Linked DNA regions of Sus scrofa: region 1 is linked to region 2. The links are chromatin contacts, called in public HiChIP or PLAC-seq maps. All regions are on one chromosome and are shown on one strand. Each heading gives the region's core, a stretch centred on a gene start, on an enhancer-like site or on the middle of the called end of the contact. The rest is flanking DNA. Distances are from core to core; before and after follow the strand shown. Region 1 has its middle 37 kb from the start of PIK3R1. Region 2 has its middle 210 kb from the start of PIK3R1.

The links. HiChIP or PLAC-seq counts read pairs in DNA pulled down with a chosen protein or histone mark.
Region 1: an H3K27ac HiChIP or PLAC-seq map of skeletal muscle shows a contact between it and region 2. The contact joins two enhancer-like sites. A contact is called at or near these places in 1 of 47 Hi-C or Micro-C datasets (heart right ventricle) and 1 of 2 datasets of contacts at active chromatin or transcription factors (skeletal muscle).

Annotation. Positions count from the first base shown.
Region 1 is chr16:46,395,362-46,400,047 of Sscrofa11.1, forward strand. No RefSeq gene overlaps it. Among named protein-coding and RNA genes, the nearest start is that of PIK3R1, 37 kb to the right of the region's middle. Within about 2 kb of position 1,585, at least 32 of the 83 cell types and tissues checked have an H3K27ac peak or open chromatin away from gene starts, as enhancers often do. A contact at or near this core is called in skeletal muscle, where this site is marked.
Region 2 is chr16:46,224,343-46,228,947 of Sscrofa11.1, forward strand. No RefSeq gene overlaps it. Among named protein-coding and RNA genes, the nearest start is that of PIK3R1, 210 kb to the right of the region's middle. Within about 2 kb of position 2,024, at least 3 of the 83 cell types and tissues checked have an H3K27ac peak or open chromatin away from gene starts, as enhancers often do. A contact at or near this core is called in skeletal muscle, where this site is marked.

The DNA.
Region 1 (4,686 bases), core at 335-2,834, 170 kb after region 2:
TAATTTTACCTTCATTTTGAGCTTCATTTTGGAGCTTAAACAGTATCTAACGGGGGTTTGTTTGTTTGTTTGTTTTTTCATGCAAATGTATCTTTACAGTCAAATACCTTATTTTCATCCATTTAACCCTGAAGAAAAAGGGAATTTCAGTTACTGATGTGTGGTTGTTTTAACTTGGACACTCATTAGTATTGGAGGAGTGGGGATTTGGAAGTGCTGCCTTCAAAAAAAAAAGTTTCCCCTTTAATTTATTTTTACCCTTCCCACCTCTATCTCCATGGAAATGGGGTCAGAGGCCACAGAGAGCTCTCAGGGAGCCAGCAGCTGAGAATGAGAATTCTCACTTAGAGATTTTAGCTGAAAGCTATAAACCGCTTTACAAAGACCAGCTGAGTCTTGGCCACTGCGGTCTCTGGTTTTTTACACTGATGCATAAGGTATCCTTTTTTTTTTTTTTTTTCTTCCCTGTGTTAGAGGAGAAAGAGATGCTCTTAAGTAAAAATCATTTTTCATTTAAACTTGAACTTCTCTCCTGTAAATCAAAGACAGTGACATTCCTTCGGCAATTATTTTCAATTTAAAAAATTTTAATGATAGTGTACATTTGGAATTTAGCAATTATCACGTTTGCTCTCTATCCTTTCAAGCTTATGACAGTACTGGATATTTGAAGAAAAACACATTGAACTTGCTCATCGCATGCTATCAATTGCAAGTGATTCTGGTGAGTGGAATATCACCATGACACAATTCTAAATCACTAGAATGAAAATAAAAATCTCAAGGTTATAAGCAGTCAGGACCATTTCACAGAATGTTTTATAAATTAAAGTATAATTTACTACTGGCTCCTTTTCTTAAACTGTTAACACTATTTCTTCTTTTTTTCACTCTAAATATTCCGTTAACTTTCTTATAAACTATTTGAAAATATCTGAGGGGGCTGGTTGCCCAAATATGCCAACTATTTTAAGTTATTTTTATATATCACACATTATTATTATATTCATTAGCAACCAAGTAATTATTGAAATAATATGAAATGTAAATTTGCTTTTGAAAAAGCCCTGCCAGGTCCTGATTAAATTTGGATCTAAAAATCTATGTTTCAGGCTATCCTTTTTTTTTTTTTAAATATTCTTTTTCTCTTCATTCCACACATCGTTATGGTTCAAAGTTTATAGACTCAACATTATTCCCAAGTACTTTTGCAAAATTTCACCATTACTCTTGCCCAAAGTATTCAGTTTTTACTTTCTAATCAATCATTAATCCTACAACTTCTCTGAATTTTCCAGAATTTAGTTTCAGTAAACATCAGAACCACAGCACCTCTTTTGAAGGCTCTAATCAGTCTTTCTCTCTCCTTTCTCTCTCTCTCTCTCTCTCTCTCTCTCTCACACACACACACACACACACACACACACACACACGTCTTTGTGGTCAGCAGTCCAAGGACATTGCCTTTATTCCTTAGTGTTCCTTTGTCTCTCAGCCTCTTGCATGTCTGTGCTGAGTCCTCCCTCTGTCCTGGGTTGAGCCCTTATTCCACTTCCCTTTGCTCGCAGAGTGAACCAGAACATTGTGTTCTGAAGCTGCCCCAGCACACATGCTTCGTGATGCTGCCAAGTTTGCAGCTGACCAATTGGCCTACTTTAGAGGGCTTGATTTATAAAATTTACAACCCTTAATTTCCACCACCCATTCCTCCCCCCACCCCTGAAAAAGAGTGTGCCAGACGTCCTGATAAATCAAGAGTCCTTTGGTTTCGGTGCAACAAAATGGGCAGTCATTTCTTTTTCCTTCATTGGCTCTCAGCCTTGCCAGTCCCTCCTGAATAGATGGAAAATAACGGTTGATGTGTTGTAGGAAGACATTTGATAGTGGCTGCCTCTGTATTAATAACTCGTTTTAAAAGAAGTGTACTGACAAAATGATACGCTCTTCAATTTCTGGAACTCTGCACTTCTCAAGTAATTCCTATTCCAAAAACCAATCCAGGCAAGTTTGTCTTCTTCCAAATTAGGAAGACAGAGTTGGGCCCTTGATTTTTGAGTGAGGTTGGCTCAGTTGGGTCTTTTGAATTTGGATATTTTGATTACTCCTTATTGGCTCTACTAAACTTTTTTAATAAATGCACAACCAAATATGAGAAGGTGAAGGTTTAATGGAGAGAAGAAAAACTGTGGAAACCAGTCTCTTGTGATTTTAGTGATTTCTTAAGTTCTTTCTCCTGCCTCTTCAGAGAAAAAGACCTCTGTCAGGGTAGATCCCAAAATTTATGAGGCCTGAAGCTTCTCAAATGTGGAACCCTCTTTATGAAAGAGAATATGAAACTAGGTTCAAGGTACAAATTGATTTCAAATGAAAAAAATCAAAGCATAAAAAATTACAAATTCTAGAAAGCATCCAGAAAAATAGCATTATCATCATTAGTTTTAATTAACAATTTTTGCTACAATTACAACTTAAGTGCTGACCCATCTATGTAATACATCTTTTCCCTATATTTTTGGCGTTATACTCATTGATCTTTTTTCACATGGTAAAAATTTTACAATGCCATTTTATGTACAGAGAATAGAAAGACAACTTTGTCTTCTGACATAATAGATAGATGTTTTTTGTTATTTGTGGTTTAGAAAGGTTTCCTTCCGCTCCAGAACTTGTTGATCATGCCACAGCTGAAATAATTTCTTGATCTGGAGGTACGTCTTGTCCTAGGAAAAGCCCTCTGAGACTCCAGACCTTTGTTATCACTGGAGAGGGATCCAACTGGCTACCTGGCTATGGCTGTCCAGCTCAGCCTGGTCCAGCATCCTGTTGGTAGTCCTGGACAAGGGAAGCAGGGTCGGGGAAGTGCAAGGTGAAAGGTGCTCATGGTGGAGTCTTAGTCTGGAGGGCCCTGGGTAGAGAGGAGAGGAGCATCCTATTCAGAATCTTCTTAACCCTCCTGCACTGTTGGTGGGAACGTAAATTTGTACAACCACTATGGAAAATAGTATGGAAGTACCTCAGAAAACTATATATAGAACTACCATATCACCCAGCAACCCCACTCTTGAGCATATATCTGGACAAAACTTTCCTTGAAAAAGACACATGCACCAGTATGTTCATTGTAGCACTAGTCACAATAGCTAATATATGGAAATAATCTAAATGTCCATCAACAGATGAATGGATTAAGAAGATGTGGTATATAAAAACAATGGACTATTACTCAGCCATAAAAAAGAATAAAATAATGTCATTTGCAGCAACATGGATGGAACTAGAGACTCTCATACTAAGTGAAGTAAGTCAGAAAGAAAAAGATAAATACCATATGATATCACATATCTGGAATCTAATATACAGCACAAATGAACCTTTCCACAGAAAAGAAACTCATGGACCTGGAAAACAGATGTGTGGTTGCCAAGGGGGAAGGAGTGGGATGGACTGGGAATCTGGGGTTAATAGATAAAAACTATTGCCTTTGGAATGGATAAACCATGAGATCCTGCTGTATAGCACTGGGAAGTATATCTAGTCACTTATGCTGGAGCACTGTGGAGGATAATGTGAGAAAAAAAGAATGTATATATATGCATGTGTGACTGGGTCACTTTGCTGTTCAGCAGAAAATTGACAGAACACTCTAAACCAACTATAATAGAAAAATAAAAATCGTTAAAAGGAAAAAAAAAGAATCTTCTTGATGCCAGAGTTGGGTTTGGGATACCTGGGGAAGCCCCCACACAATGTAGAATGTCACTGGGGGCCAGCCAAAATGAAAGGGTTACTGGCAACCCATTGAGCTCACCTATAATTCATAATTCATGAGCCATGGCCCATGTATTGAAATGAGTACTAAATTCTTGAGGAGGATGCACAGGAAAGGCCCATAAAAGTAAGCAACTATGAAGCTTAAAATTCTTTGGTTTTACTAAGAATCCACCTCTGTAGCTCAGCATTTAAGGGACTTCTGTGGAACTGAAAATGACATTGAATTTGATGGCCAAAGTGACCTGTACTTAGTATCCTCAAAACTATAGGGGCCAGGCAGGTTCACAGCTGTTTAATTATCATTTAGAATAGTACCTAGCACATGATTGGAGCTCAGTAAATATTTGCCAAATGAATAAGAAGTGTTTTTCTCTGAATATTTTTCCGATGGTAAAGAGAAACAAAACTAGTTACCAATGCCATTTTTTTTCCCCTGGGTTAAAACAGGCCAGCCAGCTGGAAGCAACTGGATATTGCTCACTTTTAATGTCTTCATCCACCCTTGGGATGCTCTTACTTTCATCATCCAAGCTCCTCCCCATGCCCCCTCCCCCTAAAATGGGTGGCAGGGGGGACTTTAAAACATTGTTTAAGCATCATGTCATTTTCTTTTCACTTTGAGTGCATGCTCTATTGCTGTCCAGATAGTCAAATGTTGAGCTTTTTTGACTGAGATTCTTTCATTTATACTATAATGCCTGAACTTTTTCTGATTAAAAGAGCTGTTTATCCTTTTTTAAAAAACACAGTTAAAATATCGAGATATTTGAAAATCCAAGTGTGTTTTCTTCTTGTTTCTTGAGGATTCCGAGATGCTCCTTTTGACCTATAGGGAGAAAATAATTCAGTCATCATGTTTAATGTGGGGATTATGGTGACCTTTTCATTTCTGGAGCCTGCAAGTCACAACGTGGC
Region 2 (4,605 bases), core at 774-3,273:
GAAACAGGGTCTGACACAGTCTCTGTCCCTTGAGTGAAAAGTAAACAAAGAGGTCCCATAGACCTCCTGTTCCTTTGATTCATAAGGTGGATTACCCTGTTCTTTGAGTGCTAGACCTCATTCTTTGAAACCATAAAGCAGTTTCCCCTAGGTCTCCCTCAGTTGGCATGTGGCTTCTGTAACAGCACATCAGTACCCTTTTCTCTGGCTCTGTTTTTCGTTTTGTTGAACATCACCTTTATACAAAAACTTCTGTCAGCTGGCATGAAACTGTGTGTATCATGGGTTGGCCCTAGCCTTCTCCTGCCTTATGAGCCCTCTCACAATTCTGTTACCAGAAAACAGATCGAGTTAGTAGGAAAGACATTGTGGCAGATTTGATACAAGTTGGAAAATTCAGGTGTGCAGGAAATGCCCCATTTGTTTACTTCTCTAAATCAAATTAAACCCTACTCTTCACTTTCCTCCAGGCTGGGGAATAAATCAAAGACAGTCACCCCTGAAGCTCCTTTCCCTCCTCCTTGCCCCCAGCATCTCCATGGCATGCATGAGGAGTCCGATATTCAGATAAATCTCATTGTTCTTTAGCCCACTTCACATACTGCTGAAGTCAAATCCATTCAGCCTAAATGTTTCTCTGAAGTCCAGTAAACTTGGTGCTTAATGCTGGTCATTGCCACCAAGGTTGGTGGGGTCAGGTGTCTCAGGCTGGGATCCCTTTTGTGTCCCTATCCCCTTTCTACCCTTGGGCAAAGCTTGGGAGCAGAGTAGTTGACCCCACAACACATGGGACCCACAGAGCCCTGTCTCCTCCTTGGGGACCTCCACTGTTCTTCCTCTCTGCTTCTGTCTCACGTTTCCCCTCCCTGGTTTAACTGCTTGAAAATGAACTCATTTTCAAAAAAAAAAAAAAAGTCAAGGAAGGCCTTCTCGGTGGTAGCTTCTGCTTGCTGCTATATGACATACACCTCCCCAGTGGCAAGGAGCCTGCCCGTTTTCTTGGAATGGAGGTAACACATACATAGAAGACAAAGCAGAGTATCTTGATGAATGATCCTGCTGCAATGTATAAAACACTTGGACTGCCTCCAGTGTTTTTGGCTACTACAAGTAAGGGAGTAATAAACATTCTAGTGGATATATTTGTTCGCATATTTAATGATGAGCTTCTGAGGGTAAATTCCTAAAGGGAGCTGATTGGGCCAGACTGTGTGTGCAAATAACATTTTTAATAAATATTGTTAAACCGAACTTTCCCCCAAAGTACAGCAATTTACATTCCCGCTAACAAGGTATGATTGTTTATTTCCACATCTCTTTATCAAGCTAAGTTTGTCCATTTTTTTTTTTTTGTCTTTTGTCTTTTGTTGTTGTTGTTGTTGTTGTTGCTATTTCTTGGGCCGCTCCCGTGGCATATGGAGATTCCCAGGCTAGGGGTCCAATCGGAGCCATAGCCACCAGCCTTCGCCAGAGCCACAGCAACGCGGGATCCGAGCCGCGTCTGCAACCTACACCACAGCTCACGGCAACGCTGGATCGTTAACCCACTGGGCAAGAGCAGGGACCGAATCTGCAACCTCATGGTTCCTAGTCGGATTCGTTAACCACTGCGCCACGACGGGAACTCCTGTCCATTTTTTTTAACTTTGCCAGGTTGATGAGCATTTAGAAAATCTTGCTTTTGTTTTCACTTCTTTGATTGTTAGTGAGGCCAAATCATTTCCCCCATATATTATTTAGCCATTTTAATTGCCTGTTTATATTGTATTTATTTACCTGATGGAGTGTACATTTTCTCACTGATTTCCAAGACTTTGGATATGTATTAAGGCTATCAGCCCATGATTCAGTGCCAATCTTGAAGAGTTGAGAGAACACCCCAAAACCCCATAAAATCAGTCATTTTCATCCTTGACTAAAATGGGGAAGCCCTTTCAACAGATCAGTGACTGTTCTGACACCACAGAAGAACGTCAGCTATGGGAACTGACCTCCCCAGCTGGAAGGAGACTGACTCTCGTCCTCCAAGAGCCCAGGCCCACTCAGCATTTTCTCCACCTGCTGGGCTCACTTCCAGCGGGAGGACATACTGTGTTATGTGTGTTACTAACACCCTCCACACCTGCCCAGAGTGGAGCTTAGGTTGAGGGCACTGACCTTGAAGAATGTGTATATGTGTGACAACTGTCTTTGTAAATCATCACTTTAAGGCAGGGTCCCTTTTTTAATTATTATTGAAGTGCCGTCAATTTACTATGTTAATTTCTGCTATGCACCACCAAAGTGATTCCTTTATACATATATACTTTTTTTTTTTGTTTTTGCTTTTTAGCGCCGCACCCATGGCATATGAAAGTTCCCAGGCTGGGGGTCTAATTGGAGCTGTAGTTGTTGGCCTGTGCCACAGCCACAGCAACTCAGAACCTGAGCTGTGCCTGTGACCTATACCACAGCTCACAGCAACACCAGATCCTTAACCCACTGAGTGAGGCCAGGGATCGAACCTGCATCCTCATGGATACCAGTTATGTTTGTTACCACTGAGCCGCAACGAGAACTCCTATACTTGGTTTTTTAAATTTTCTGTTCTATTATGATTTATCTCAGGATATTGAATATAGTTCCCTGAACTATACAGTAGGACATCCCTTCCATCTGTAATAGTCTGCACCTACCACCCCCAAACTCCCATTCTGTCTCTCCCCTCCTCTTCCCCCCACCCATAGTAACCACAAGTCTGTTCTCTATGTCTATGAGTCTGTTTCTGTTTTATAGATAGGTTCATTTGTGTCACAATTTAGATTTCACATATAAGTAATATCATATGGTATTTATCTTTCTCTTTCTGACTGACTTCACTTAGTATGAGAATCTCTAGTTCCATCCATGTTGCTCTGAATGGCATTATTTTGTTCTTTTTATGGCCGAGTAGTGTTCCATTATGTACATGTACCACTTGGTCTTTATCCGTTCATCTGTTGATGGACATTGAGGTTATTTCCATATCTTGGCTATTGCAAATAGTGCTGCTTTGAACGTGGGCTGCATGTATTTTTTCTGAATCATCATTTTGTCTGTATATATGCCCAGGAGTGGGATTGCTGGGTCTTATGGTAATTCTATTTTGAATTTTTTGAGGACCCTCCATACCGTTTTATACAGTGGTTTCATTAACTTAACATTCCCACCAACAGTTTAGGAGAGTTCCCTTTTCTCTGCACCTTCTCTAGCATTTGTTACTTGTAGACATTTTAATGATGGCTATTCTGACCAGTGTGAGATGGTACCTTATTATGGTTTTGATTTGCATTTCTCTAGTAATTAGTGATGTTGAGCATCTTTTTATATGCCTATTGGCCATCTATCTGTCTTCTTTGGAGAAATGTTTGTTTAGATCTTCTGCCCATTTTTCAGTTGGGCTGTTTGTATTTTTGTTGTTTACTTGTATGAGCTGTTTGTATATTTTGGAAAGTAAGTCCTCGTTGGTTGCATCATTTACAAATATTTTCTCCCATTCCATAACTTATTTTTTTGTTTTGCTTATGGTTTCCTTTGCTATGCAAATATTGTAAATTTGCTTAGGTCCCATTCGTTCATTTTTGTTTTTATTTCTATTGTAAGGCAAGATTATTAACCTTTTCCATGACACAGACCTCTGGACAGTCTTTCAAAACCCAGAGACCTCTTTTCAGATTAGATTTTAAATGTGTAAAATAAAATACACAGGATTACAAAAGAAACCAATTTGACAACTGTGCTTGTCAAAATAGCTTTTAAAAAGAAATGTGCAGAGTTCCCATTGTGGCTCAACTGTTAACAAACCCAGCTAGCCTCCATGAGGATGCAGGTTTGATCCCTGGCCTCACTCAGTGGTTTAAGGATCCGGCGTTGCCATGAACTGTGGTATAGGTTGCAGATGTAGCTCGGATCCTTCATTGCTGTGACTGCGGTGTAGGCCGGCAGCTGTAGCTCCAATTAGATCCCTACCCTGGGAACCTCCATATGCTGTGGGTGCAGCCCTAAAAAGACAAATAGACCAAAAAACAAAAAACCAAATGTGTGATACAGAAATGTATGTATATATGTATACATACATATTTTATTGCCTCATCAAATAAGGAGATCTATCAATGAGTGTAGCAACTACCATAAATTTAGAATTTAGTGTTGAGGATAAATGATATGTGACAACCTTAAAGTAATATAAAAATATCTCATTTCCACTAGCGATGAAATCACAGACAACACTAATGCTAATGTAGTTTATTTACTATGTTCATAATTGAAAGGCATGCCAAGTTTTAGTTAGAACTGCTAGAGGTAGGAGAAAATAAGATACAATTTTTTCCCATCCAAGTTGATAGACATTCTGAGTTCAGATAATTAAGATTATTTTACAAGAGGCAGAACCATCAGTGTTAATTCAAAAAATAATTGAATAATTATAAATAATTGAATAATAAAAATAATTGTGCTTCAAGCCCTTCCTTTGAGAAGACCCTTAAACATTTGCCTATCATAGATTTTGTTTTACAGAAATTTTATGTTTTTATAAAGTCCAAATTTAACTTTGTAGCTTCTGTATTTTCTACATGCTTTATTGGT